Regions from separate parts of the Zeugodacus cucurbitae genome. Here region 2 is linked to region 1. A link is a contact called in public Hi-C data. All regions are on one chromosome and are shown on one strand. Each heading gives the region's core, a stretch centred on a gene start, on an enhancer-like site or on the middle of the called end of the contact. The rest is flanking DNA. Distances are from core to core; before and after follow the strand shown. Region 1 holds the start of LOC105216310 (charged multivesicular body protein 1b). Region 2 holds the start of LOC128921413.

The links. A called contact is a pair of places that touch in the nucleus more often than the background predicts.
Region 2: a Hi-C map of whole body shows a contact between it and region 1, with 2.9 times the contacts expected there. The contact joins the promoter of LOC128921413 here to the promoter of LOC105216310 in region 1. A contact is called at or near these places in 2 of 2 Hi-C or Micro-C datasets (both in whole body).

What each region holds. Positions count from the first base shown.
Region 1 is chr4:18,778,710-18,785,840 of idZeuCucr1.2, reverse strand. LOC105216310 (charged multivesicular body protein 1b) reads left to right here and starts at 4,477. Exons shown (of 3, transcript XM_011190738.3): 1 at 4,477-4,697; 2 at 4,773-5,238; 3 at 5,304-5,535. The coding sequence starts at 4,676. The coding sequence ends at 5,427. It overlaps LOC105216315, which reads right to left and starts at 6,335. Exons shown (of 2, transcript XM_011190752.3): 1 at 6,087-6,335; 2 at 5,499-6,024. The coding sequence starts at 6,187. The coding sequence ends at 5,673. Sgf11 (SAGA-associated factor 11 homolog) reads left to right here and starts at 6,578. Exons shown (of 1, transcript XM_011190728.3): 1 at 6,578-7,131. The coding sequence starts at 6,688.
Region 2 is chr4:18,938,356-18,945,486 of idZeuCucr1.2, reverse strand. It overlaps LOC128921413, which reads right to left and starts at 4,019. Exons shown (of 3, transcript XM_054229057.1): 1 at 3,846-4,019; 2 at 2,911-3,728; 3 at 2,094-2,846. The coding sequence starts at 4,019. The coding sequence ends at 2,934. LOC105216324 (protein max) reads right to left here and starts at 1,263. Exons shown (of 5, transcript XM_011190764.3): 1 at 1,012-1,263; 2 at 831-896; 3 at 496-603; 4 at 308-431; 5 at 1-250. The coding sequence starts at 1,056. The coding sequence ends at 90.

The DNA of each region.
Region 1 (7,131 bases), core at 3,228-5,727:
CGAAATCTTGGAGTTCTTCTAACTTAAAAGCGCTTTGAAGTAGAGTACGGAACAAGTCAGGCTACCCAACTAACAACTTTTTGATATCGTTTGAACTACTATTAAATACAGTGGAACTTCTCTAACTCGAATCACCATAATCCACAAAAAAACTTCGAATTAGAGAGACTTCGAGTTATAGAATATTCATTAAAACATATAATTTTTCAAAAAGCTGGAAAATAAAAATTGTAATGGACATACGTTAAGAAATTTTTTTTTTGTAGTTTTATTTGTTGCATTTTGTTATTGTTTGGCTCTTGGCGTCTATATCCCATGCCTTTGTTCTTAGACTCTTTTAAAATTATGCCTCGATAGTAAAATTTAAAATTTTGTATAATGTCCTGACCAAAAAGTTCGATTTATGGAAGGAAATTTGTATGAAATTTGGCTTCTAAACGCTATTGCCAATTCAAGTGTTCGAGTTATGGAGATCTTCGAGTTATAGAAGTTCGAGTTATGTAAGTTCCACTGTATATATCAATTGTATCAAAGCTATTTAGAAATCAAACAAAGTGGTTTTGTCACCAGCCACAGCTTGTATTCCGTTCAAGCTCAGATACTAAAATTATATATAATACTAGCAGACCCGGCCACACGTTGTTATGGCTAAGGTATACAGTAAATTAAGTTGGTCCAATCTTGGTTCGGCGACGATATTGATTACTCGAGGTCGATTTATGTTACGCAGCATGATTACAACTCGCACTACTTTTAATTGGAAAGTGAGTGGTGATAGTACAGGCAATTTTAAATAGCTTGGGATAATTGACTACGTCATCCTGGTTTGTAGCTGTGTCAACTCTCCTGGACCGAAATTCTAAATTGTCGCATTAAGATCATCGATATCTTTGTTTTTTACCACCAATAAAGGTCATTCAATCAGTCATTTATGGTTATCATATTGAGGTTTCATGTCAGGAAAACTTCTCTTTCAAGTCAATTAAGTGACAGAAATCTGTTGGAAATGCTATTAATCCATCGAGGTGTCAACTGCGAACTGCTTCTACAATCGCAATTTGATATTGTTGCAAAAACACTCATATGTTAGTTGTTAATTGGCGATTCTTTATGTGTCGCCACAAATTAAATGACTTTAGGCATGCGATTAGCCCGTCAGTAACAGTTGATCCAGGAATAATTGGAAGAGTCTGGCGTAAATCACCTGTTAACAGAATCCTGGCTCCACCAAAAACGTTTATCGACAATCAAGATCTTTTAAAGTCCTGTGCAGTACCTCCAGCGACTTCTTGAATATTTAGAAAATCTTCGTTATAGCGTTTTTTTGGCGATTTTGCCGACTGGTGTTTCGTTCATTTGCAATTTAGGAGTAATTTCAAAGCCGAATGTGCCGTCTGTTTGCTTATTGCTTACTAACAGGTGCCAAATTTGTGGTGAAAATGAGTGAAATTGGTTCTGGAATTACATCAGCCCTCATATACTATATGTGATGATTTTCTATTGGACCTTATGCCGAATATATAGGTCAAATTGTGTGTTATCTTAATAAAATTACATCAATAAATTGCGAGAGTATAAAATGTTCGGTTGGACCCGAACTTAGCCTTTCCTTATTTGTTACAAATTGTTTTGGGCTATCGACACAACCTTATACAATTGAACAATAACAAAAATATTTTAACAAAGCAACAATGGCAACCTTCAAAAAATTATTTTTTTGTTTTCTCTTTTTGTATTTTTCTTGTTAACTCGAATAAAATTCTATTATTGATATCTTCCTCGCAATTTTTCCATATTTACTCACTTTCTAATCTTTTTCTGGCCTTCCACGAATATTTCAAGACTAAAATTAGCCAGATCGGTTTGAACTTCAACAACCAATAACTTCCCGATTTTAGAAAAATTTTAATTTCCCTCGCGGAAAGTTAAAAAAATGTAGGGGTGGACCACCCTTAATATTTAGGATTATGGAAAATAGATGTTGTCCGATTCTCCACCCTAGCCGATATGCACGCTAAGATTCACGAGAATCGGTCGAAGCGGTTTCAGAGGAGTTCAATAACGTACACCGTGACACGAGAATTTTATATATTAGATAAAACAGAGTTTTCAGCAATTAAAAAACATATTCAGCCTTATTGTAAACTTCATGTGAAACGATATTCCGAATGAAAAAACTCAAACATTTCTGTTTTTTGTATGAAGAATTTTTATTTCCACACGAAATCGTATCATGAATTTCGTGTGAATTAAAATTTATATTCGAATTTCGGCATTGTGTCACAAATAATTTTGTTTTGATTTTTTAATTACTCGTATTGGAACTATAAATAAAGATTCCGTTCATAAAGCCAATTACGCGGCTGTTTTAGCATAAAAGCATAAATTTTCCACATAAAAATTTTCAGTGCTGGCCCGACTTACATCCCAACCACGGAAAAATATATATATTTGAAGGGATAATTTAATAAAATAACTTGAACGGACGCACATTGGACAGCTTAATAGTCACGTTCTATTCTGCAATCGATTTCGATGGTGGCCCCATGATATCCAGGGAATCATATTAATATTCCAAAATGCATGCACTTTCTCCTTATTTTCTATGTAAAAGCTGTTTACTATATCAGGATTTTCTACCAAAAACTTCAACTGTGTTTTGTTAATGGCTGTTTCCCACAAGAGGAGGAATACACTTAGACTATAAGGATAGTCCTTTAGGAAGTCAGAAAAAAAAAACCTAATAGATATTAAGGCTCGAAAAAACGCAGTGAACCTACTACATATCTGCATATTTTTTACTTCTAAATTCGCTTATTCGCCAGGATAAAGTTTTTAATGGGTCAATGACCCATTAAGTACCAGAAGTATGAGGGAGGGCGCCCTAGACATCTTACGATTTGCCTTGGGTCAGAAGGATTTTCTGACTGACCAGCTTTTATTCTTTCAGCTGAAGCCCAATTGTCCAGTAGACAGTAAATCACAAGGGCGTAGTTGGTGTTCGTATTTATTCGCCTTCTACTGTAGGTAGACTTACGTGCCTAGCCTTGAAAGCTCATTAGCCTTACCTTATTACCTAGGATTCCTCCGTGAGCAGGCACCTAATAACTGGTATCGAATGAAAGGAAGGATAGACATTTTTTACCAGTCACGGGCGCGTGGTCTGTGAGCACTTACTACCAGATTGAATCGTCACTTAACCGAAGGATGCTACGCTTCGAAGTATTAGATCCAGTGCTATTTTTTTAGCAGCCACTTGCGCTTTAAAAACACTAAAATAGTCTTGAAGACTTTTGAAGCGCCCTCCACCGCACGAGGATCATACCGAATAATAATTTAACTATGGTTTCATATATCGTTAAACGTAGCAGCAGATCTACTTCTTCGAAGTGGAGCGTCCTTCAGATTAATGACAATTCAGGAAATTGTAGGACTACACATGTCAGTCTTATCGACAGGAGAATGGAAACAAGTAGGAGCACTACCTATCCTATTGTGATTTTCTACTGGACAATTGGGCTTCAGCTAAGCTGCACAAACGCTAGTCAGTATCAAGATCCTTCTGACCCAAGGAAAATCTCGACGTTTTACGAGTTCTCGACATCTTGGGAGCTCTTTGTCCTCAGTATTATTTTGAAGGGGTTATTGTCCCTTTAAAAATTGGAACCAGGTGGTAGCTGCAGAAGTTGCCTGGAAGAAGATGAGGTGGAAACAAATCAACACTTCCATATGGAATGATAATTTATGCTTTACAACAGTCTCGTAATTGGCTTTTTAAACGAAATCTTCAATACGAATCATCAAAAAACCAAAACAAAAATATTTGTGACAGATTATCGAATATAAGTTTTCATTCACACGAAATTCATGATACGAAATTTTCTTTCGTGTGGAAATAAAAATTCATGGGAATGCTTTATTGACATGAAGTTAACAATAGGGCTGATTTACTTACACAAAATACATCTCAAAACTGCTTTACCAATAGTAAGAACACCAATCGCAACATAATACTTTTATATGCACTAGTATTGCTCCACTATGAACGCTATCGGCGATTTTTAGAATGTTACCTTTAATACTTGTGATATTTACAATTATTAGAATATATATGACACACACACACACCGCACAGCTTTCAATTAAAACCAACAAAAGAAGCACTATTATTTATAAATTAGAACCAAATTGCTAGAAATTCACGCGTAATTTGTAGAAAAGGAAAGGGAAACGATTAAATAACGGAACTAGCAAAGACACAGAAATCACAGGGTGTATCAAATGATAATATACTCTTAGCTATTTTAACTAACAAGAAAAATTAAATTAATATAAAAATAAATTATTGCAAAAATAAACTAAATTCTCCATTAAAAGAATAAAATATATTTAGAAATTTGTCGTTTAATATTTTTTATTTATTCTTTCCATTATTAACAATACGAAATATTTCGCTGTTGCACAACACTGCAGTGATATGAGCTCACAGCTGTCAAACAAAATGATTCATAACATAAATTGGGAAAACTAGAATATTATCAATACTGCGAAATTAAGCCAATTGTGCTTAAAATATACATAAAAACCACTCCAAACACAACAAAAAGTATTTAATTAACTAAGTTTATTTGTGCAGTTTTTCATTTGTATAAAGGCCATCAAACTGGGTAACGAAATGTCAACATCGTCCATGGAAAGTAAGTGCAGCACTTCAATGGTGTAAAAAATATTTACTCTTCGTTACTACAATTTATGTTTTCCAACAATTACAGAACACCTTTTTAATTTAAAATTTGCGGTTAAGGAGTTGGAGCGCAATTCGAAGAAATGTGAAAAAGAGGAGAAGCTGGAAAAGGTCAAGGCCAAGAAGGCCATACAGAAGGGCAACATGGATGTGGCACGCATACATGCGGAAAATGCTATAAGACAAAAAAATCAAGCAGTTAATTATTTGCGTATGAGTGCACGTGTGGATGCGGTGGCAAGCCGTGTGCAATCGGCGTTAACTACGCGTAAGGTAACCAGTTCAATGGCTGGTGTGGTGAAGGCTATGGATGCCGCAATGAAGGGCATGAATTTAGAGAAAATCTCCTCACTGATGGAGAAATTCGAATCACAATTTGAAGATTTGGATGTACAAAGTTCGGTTATGGAGAATACAATGTCGGACACAACTACAACTTCAGTACCTCAAGGAGATGTTGACAATCTACTACAACAGGTGGCAGATGAGGCTGGGTAAGAAAATATTATAACAATTAAAGTAACTCGATAATGTAACTTATGCCTTCTACCTTATGCAGCTTGGAGTTGAATATGGAATTGCCCAGTGGTGTACAGAGTTCTACAATTGGCGCCTCAACACAAGTATCACAAGAACAAGACGAGTTGACACAGCGACTGGCACGTTTAAGACAAGCCGAGTAAATACACTGCATTTAAGGTCAATAAATCCAATTTGATTTTGCGGTTTTGATAGTTTTTTTGGTATTACTTTATATTAATAAAAAGCGAACATTTTTAAATGATTTAAAATTGCTAATTGTATTATCACCAGCTCTAAAAAGGGCACATGTAACTGTTATGTGCTTTTGTCAATGGATATATGCATGTTACACACGAACGTTCGGAAAAATCATAATTTATATGCTATTAAATACATGAATCTCTATTCAAATATCTTGTTTGTATTGTACAAATTGTTGTTGCAGCAATAATTGTTGCTGCTGTTGTTCATTGAAATGTGGTAATTGTTGTATAGTACTTCCCTCAATATTGTTGGGTTGTGATGCTGGGTTCTTTTTCATGCGTTGTTTGCGCACCTTCTTGACTTTTCCCTCTGTTGGTTCTTCGGTGGGATTCTTTGGCTTGGGCTTGGGTCCACGTTTCTGTTCAATTTTACGTTTTGGATGCGGTGCCACCATCGGCAATTGTCGCCAAATATCATTATGTTTATCAAGTCGACGCTTCAATAGCTCCACATCGCGTGTACGTCTACGCAAAAGCTTTTTAACTGTGTTTATGCTGAAATTGGAATTTAAGATTGAATTGATGACAATTTAAATAATAATAGTTTAACTTAGTACCGCAGCACAGAACGTTCATTCTCTATTTGCAGTTCCTGGCAACGTTCATAGATTTTCTCAGCAAGTAGTTTGTACTTTTGTACCTTCTCATCAAGTAGCATATTTGTATTGTATTTTATACTTATTGCATGCCAATAATTATGTTGAAACTATTATTTCATTCCAACTTATTGAACTCGCGTTATTTTTTTTTGATATTTTATAAATGTAAACAATACACTAAACTTCACTGCTTCTTCTTCAAATGGTTGTTAGTTCTTACTCATTCACAATAAGCAAATTATTTTATAACACTAATTAGCAATTAATTATAATTAAAACATAAAATACAATTTAGAGTATCAAGTATTAACTGTAGATAGAAAATAATTTAGCAAATTATTTAAAATATAGAAATAACAAGTTAGTTTTTACTGTTTATGTGTAAATCAGTACGATAATATTAATGTATCGAAATATGTTTATCGATATATTGTAGTGTTCTGACAGGTGATTTTATGACTGCTCATTGTTTTGATAAACTGGGGAAGACATAAAAAGCCGACATTGTCAACAAAAAAAAATTGAGGATACATTTTACTGCTGCATAGTACAAGGCGTTATGGCCTCTTCTTCAGACTCTACAGTAGCTGCAGCGAATATTGATGCAAAAAGCGAAAAGAACACAAATCTTACAGTCTCGGGGAAAACGTCTGCCAACAACACCAAAATGACTATAGCAACTATACAAAAGGCCTATCACGACATACTCAAAGATCCCACAAGTCTGGATGAGGCTGCACACTATTTATATCAATCGTTACTGGACGATGCTGTTGTAGGTGTTTTTCTAGAAATACATCATTTGCATAAGACTGGTAATTTAGAAGCACTCGATGGTGTACCCGAAGAAGGCACAGACGCTTCCTATCGCATTGTAGATATGCCAAATTATGATATTTTTGGCATTTCATCAGTGAAAAAACTAATGGATTGCACTTGCCCCAACTGTGATAGGCCCGTGTCGGCGTCACGTTTTGCACCACATTTGGAAAAGTGTATGGGT
Region 2 (7,131 bases), core at 2,770-5,269, 160 kb before region 1:
CCACCTACAAAATATTTTTGGACGCCATTTGCGCTACATATATAGTTGTTTATGGGTAGCAACATTGGGAGACAGCCGTTCGACATTGTCTATGTTTGATAGGATGTCTTCATCTTTTTGCTGCGACGACTGAAATCTTGTTCATCGCCATCCGAACTATCTGCCGCTGAAGCTTGATACTCTTGATTCAATTGTTGATATTCGTTGGGGTCTATCACATAGCCTTTCTTGGCCTCCTCTAGCATGCGAACTGTAAAAAATCATTAAGATAAAAAATCGCCACCTCACAACTCTCAAGTGTACTTACTTTGTTGCTCCAAAATTGCATTTTGCTTCTTAATATCCTCGACATCTTTTTGATTCGCTTGTATCTTTCGTCTCATTACCTGTATGCATTCTGTTGTTTTCTTCAGTATTTGTGCACGGCTAGCCTGTAGTGGGAGTTGTGAGTCACAAACATTTACACAATGTTTTGAAAATATTTCAGAGCATTACCTTTTCACCCTTAAGTGTTGGCACTGCCTCACGTAGACTTGTAAAACTCTCTTTTATATGGTCACGTCTCTTCCGTTCCAAAGCATTGTGATGTGCACGCTTCTCAGCCTATTTAATTTAACATAAATTATGATTTCTTATTTAATTTTTTATATCAAAAGTCATGACGTCTGTGTATGTAAATAAACAACGAAAACGTAGGCAAAAACGACCATCACCACCACCCCCCAAGTTCCAATTAGTTTGATAGGTGCATATGTTTGTTTGTGTATGTAAGCATGTGCCAGCAGCACGCGCTCGCCAACACACAAGTTTACATAGTGACAAACACTCACCTGCGTAAAATTTTGTGTACTTGCATGCCTTGATGACTGTGCACCAGTATCCGAATCGTTATCATCCTATGAGTGAGAAAAAATAAACGGTGCAAAGTATCAAAATGAAACAATTTAAATGTTTGTTTTGTTTAGCGAATAATTTGTTGTTGCTATTTGTTATGACAAACAGATTCCTTACATCACTTTCAATGTCAATATCCCTTTCTTCGTCGCTCATTATCATCAATGCGAGGCCAGTACTTGGCTGATAAGCTCAATTAAAAATCGTTGCTAATTTATTTTGCGTAAAACACGGTTTTCACCAGTATATTTTGTAATCTGCTTGAAAATAAATCACAAATATTGAAACGCACTTATATCTGGGCCTCAAATTTTCACGCAAAAGCAAATGCGACACTCAAACAAACGAAAAACGTGCAAGGTAAAAAAGTAAAAATGAATCAGAATGATAAGAAAGACAGAATGGTAAATGGGCAATAATAAGAGTTGCCATGTAACAAAAATTAGCTAATTGTGAAGAATTGCCGTAATATATAAAAACAGAACATGAAATTGTTTACATGTTAATAATAAGTTTTGAATAATAAAAATAGGGGAGATTTTAGTTACTGGGGCGCCATGATTTGAGGCCTGTTTCATGTTAATTAGTCCAAAACAAACACTTTTTAAAGAATAAGATTTGAAATAAGTAATATATAATTAACACTGGATTCAAAAGAACACATTGAATACTAAATAAAATATAACATGAATATGTTTTGAAATATTTTTATAGAAAATGATGTCGCACAAAATTAAATTAAAATATTTTTTTATGTATTTATATATTTTTTAATTATTCAATTTTCTTGATTTTTCTGCTTGCCAAATATTTAAGTCTATAAATTCACAATAGCTATAATATACGGTTTTTGTCTTCGATATAGAAACTAACCGAATACTCCCATCATTTACTAAAAGCATGAAATTATTTATAAATATGCTTTGAATAAGAAGTCATGAATAACCCTTTATAGCAGTAGTAAAAGCTATACAAGTTATACGCTAAACAGTTTTCGAACATATTCGAATTATAGTTCACTTATCTTCGTTAAGTTCTTGGCTTTTCATGCCAATAAGGAACTATGAGTATTCGAAAATAATGGGATTTCGGAAGAGCAACCTCTCGGCTATAACCGCGTAAGCAGTGTCTACGCCAGTCAAGAAGAACCTGTTTTATGGCAAGGAAATCTAAACTCTGGAGCTTTGGAACCAAAAGCTTTTTGAGAGCAGCTTTATTTCAAATTTTATAACATTGCTGTTGCAGGTTGTATCGTATTTAAAATATTTATAACTTAAACAGAGTGAGTAAGGGAATTTAAAAAAGTTCTTGTACGGTAGTTTGTTGAAAGGTGTTATGACAAATTTCTGGTGCGTGGACTTTTCGTCTAGAGGAAATCAAAAATTTCACAGTCTCTGCATTCGCAATCAGTTAAGTCTCCAAAAAGTCTTCAAATCTATGTACATACGTATCGATATTATAGGTATTAAAGTTGTCTTGTATAAAAACGATTATCATATCATAAGTTCACTCGCCTCAATGAAATCTTTAACTTTCTTCAATCATAACACATTAGAAATATCGTTATATATAGTATATACATAGGTCCTAAGGTCTTACCAGCTTTCAAAGAGTTATTGTATGTGATTGGCGTTGAAACCGTTTAGCCGAAGCCGAATCGATTATAGCGCCCCATACCTATATTTCCTTCGCAGTTCGGGGCCAGTTGGAAATCCTAAGAGTATCGATATATTGTAATAGCGACTCACCTCTGGTATTTGTACTGGAGCTAACCCAATAGGGTGTGCCTGGCGTTGGCATCACACCCTATTAGGATATCTTCTCTGTTGTTGTTTTCGATTACTTTTCTGAGGGCTGCGGGTGGTACGTCCCCATCATGTGCCATGTAGGTTGAGATCATAAAGAAATGTTTTTCTTTTTGCTCCACCTTTACAACTGTGGTATCTGCTGTGCTGTAATTTGGACAAAGAAATGCATTTATATTTTTATTGATAAGAATGCATGCCCTTGGTTTACCTTCATTACGCATATAGAAAAGATTAAAATTGCTGCTGTTTAGCCCTTTGATCGTGTCCTCCTTGACCCAGGGCTCTTGTATAAGGCTGAGGTTTACCTTCATTACGCATATAGAAAAGATTAAAATTGCTGCTGTTTAGCCCTTTGATCGTGTCCTCCTTGACCCAGGGCTCTTGTATAAGGCTGATGTCGACGCCCCTCTCACTTATGAGGGTAGTCAGATTTGCTGTAGCACTCTTTGAGTTTCCCTCCAAAGGGGGTAACCAAATGCCTACACGAGGCCTCTTTGGAATTTCACTGGCGGGTATAAGCCTCAATTGGAGGCTCTCAAAGGCGTTGCTAATCTTATCTACACTACTCGTCAGGAAATCAAGAGAGGACTGGTTCATACATTTGATCACCCTGTAACCATTCAGGGTTTCGGAAGAGTCAAACTCCGGATGAGGACCCGCAGGATTGTCGAGCACATAGCTTAACACTGAACCCGACAATCTGACGTCGATCTCCACCCATCTGTCCTGTATAGTATTTGGTGAGGATGAATTTCCGTCGATAATGGCTACCTGTAGGCAGTCCCTGGCTACATCGCTGAAGTGTCTTGCAGCATTTGTACTATTCTTCTCGCTTTCACCCTGCCTAGGTTTCTTGAGCTGGGTTCCTTGCGGTTCATTGAGGGAGCGATTCCTTTTCTGGGAACTGTTCGCCTTCGTATTCTCTTCCAGTGGTTTTGATTGCTTCCTTTTCAGGAAGCTTTCATACTCCTCCACTGTTTCCTGTAGCCTCTTTATCTCCACTTCATCAACGGATTTACCGGCTACCTAATCCTTGGCTATCTTGCTTAGCACAAAGACTGCCCTCTGGTACCGGTTTTTCCGCAGTTGATTTTGCGATTTCTTCCTTTTCTTTTTTGTTGTTTCGCCTTTAGCTGCCAGTACACTTTGGTTGGTGTTCTTGGCGGCGCTGGAGGTGGAAGCTTCCACATCTGGCTTACGAGTACCCTGATTGGTACCCACTGCTGTCACAACCGGTGTACTGTGGCTGGTACTCCCGGTAGTACTCTTACTCGTCTCCGGGCTGGAGGCGAGTAACTCGTCCTCATCGGATTCCATTATAGGACTCCGATATGTAATAGCATTTCCGGTGGTCATAGCATTGGTCGTCAAGTTAGTTGTTGTAATTGTTGTTGTTGTGGTTGTTGTTGTTGTTGTCTGGTTCATAGTTGGTCCCACGAGTAAGCCGGAAGGGGTTGGTCACTCGTACGCAGAGCCGGTATGCGCAGAGAAGGCATTTAGATACCTCCGACCTCGCCCGGGCATCGGAGGGGATTGAGGACCATAAATCTTGCGCAAAATTTTCCTTTCGAAAACTCCAAGTATCCGTCTCATCTGATGTTGACATCGACAACGCTGCTGCACCATAAAGCAGGACGGGAATGATTAGCGTTTGATAGAGTTATTAGGATTTCCAAATAAAAAAGAAAGACAGTTGGAACCGTTCGCCAAATAAAGCTACTTACTTAAACAATATTTGTGGATTTACGGTATACGCAATATATCACGGACGCTTGATCCATTCTTCTTTTTTAGTGACAGAAAATTCCGATTTTTTCATCTCGTGCACATGTTTGGTTTAGTAAGGATTTGATAATTAGTTCGTATAAGTTATTGAATCCAAAGTTGTTTCCAGTGTGGACCAATGGTCTAAAATTTAAAGAAGTGGAGTCTGCACAGCCTTTCGGAATGTGTCAAAAAAGTTCTTCAGAAGTTCTGTTCGTAGTCCGTACGATCCTTGGATATACTTACATGTGTACATTTATACGAGGCTTGCGACTTACAACTTATGTATCTAGGTTTCATTACGTGTCACTGGATAAAGAATCGTCGGGGATATTGAAGATGATTTCGTCGTCTCTTTTCTTTCATGACATGACTGAAACATCCAGGTTCGAACAATTCATTCGTTTTGTAAAGCCGTATATTGTCAAAGCTGCTGTCTAGTTTTCGCAAGACTGAGAAGTCTCTGCTGTCCAGTTTTCACTAGACTGAGGTTGATGCATCTTGGATATCGTACTTTTGATAAACACTACACATTTACTGGAATCGTGCTGCCTTTACAGATTTGTGACAGACTCAAGCCTTTCTTCGATACATTAGGGTCTCCAGTAATCAATACCTGGACGTTTTTGGTATGATCATGGAACGGTGTTTCAGTTGTTCAAGTGAGATCCCCGAGACCTAGTTCCTGTTGATTACTCACGATTGCTCTGTGGAAGTAGGCTTTAAAGAAAGAACGATAACTGTTTGTTTACTCTGCCTTTCGATAAACAGTCAGTACGTGGAACACCTACATTGCTCCAACGTTATACTAGAGTAATTGCCTCCTCTAAATTCTCATGTGAAAAAAGAACCTTCATATTATGTAACAATACTCTCTAATCTCATGAGATGCAAAAGTTTCGATTTCAATAACCTCAATTACGGCCAGTCATATAATTTTCTTGTGGTCTCATTAATCTTGTTCGTCGAGTTGAAGACCTGGCTTAAGTATTACGAATGTTTTTAACCCATTCTATCTTAAATATATCCAGTGTTATGATGAGTTCGACGTTTTTTCGGTTGGGAAGTGTAGGGAGGTCCCGATCGTATTTACTGTTTCACGTTCATTTACTCCTTCAAATGAAGTTTTTACATTGTGAAGAACGTTCCAGGTACAGCTTTGAAACTTGAAACAACTGATATTCCTGCATATGACACAACATGTTGCCTGAAGGAGAACAACTACCGTTAATGTTAACATGCACCCCTGCAACATGTGCTGAATCTGTCTGACGCTGTTAATCCGCCGAATAACAGTGGATAAAGAGTCGCTTAACATTGGCTGAATACTTTTAGGCGCAAAGCGTATTTCTTACTGCAATTCCAACATTGCCGAGAGCGCGCGAAATTATTTAAAAATAGCTGACTGGGCAACGCGACAGACATTCACGTGCGTCTACAGCAGCAACATGGGTGTCATGGGCTTTGCCTTACATTAAAACCGATGTGTTGTGTGTTCTACTGACGAGAAGTGCTTACCCACATATGTATGTATAAATACAACGCTGGTCATGTATGAATGTACGTGTGGAGCTAACGGACACAACCTTTTCACGGTGTTAACGTGCATTAGGTGCCGTGCTTAATAGAAGCGCGCTAAGCTATAGACGCTATATGGGTTGAAAGGGCTGCTTGCTTCGTATGTTGAGCTGAGCTCGTTCGTGACGTCTATATTTTTTTGGTGATGAGTCTTGTACGGCGTGTCCTTCAGGGATAGCGGCAGCACTGCTTATAACTGCATACCTATGTATGTGTGAAAGGTACAATTAGACAAACAAGCAAGTGGGACAAGGGAACATGAAAAACAAGAAAAATAAATGAAAACAAAACAAAAGGAAAGGAAAACACAAATAAACAAATACTCGAAATACGGGCGACTGCCGAGCAGACAAACAGTTTAATATACAGGCATAACATACTGGAGACATCATATATATATCTAGTATATATGTATATAGAAAGTGAGATCTAGCTATGTGCGTCCAAGTGGCCATAAAAGCAGCAAACAAACTGTAACATAGACAGTTCGTAAAACAGCTGCTGCCAGCACTTTGGTGACAATGACTATGCCATACTAAAATAGCATTGCCTTGCGTGCGTGCTCGCCGGTTCCTTCTTCGTTTTTGTTTTTCTTTTTTCCACTTTGCGTGATTTTCCTAACCCGTTTAACCTGACGTCAACGTCATGTGCTGTTTGTGCGCGTCCCTTAAGCGCATTATTATCCATAGTTCTTGGCTGCTTAGCGTTTGCATTCTGGTGACACATATTTCCTCCACTATGACACTTTTCGTCATAGTACCGTTATTAGCTTTGTCGCTTTCGTCTGCTTAAATAAGTTAGGTTATGTAAATATCTAAGTTGATATACTTAACTCTATTTATGCCGGAATTTAGTGCGTAAAGGTGTGAAAGGTGCGCAATTTAATAGATTGCTTAGTTTCTTTTTCGATATGGTTGGTGTGAACTGATACATAGAAACTCCGGGTTGATTCCCTATTAGTTGATATGATGGATTGTTTCTGAAACAAATTTCCTAATTAAATAGAGTGGAGCTTTCACCAGCTTTCGAGCAGTGTTCATACCTATTGAAAATACCAATGGCGAATGCCTTCAGCACTTCAACAACT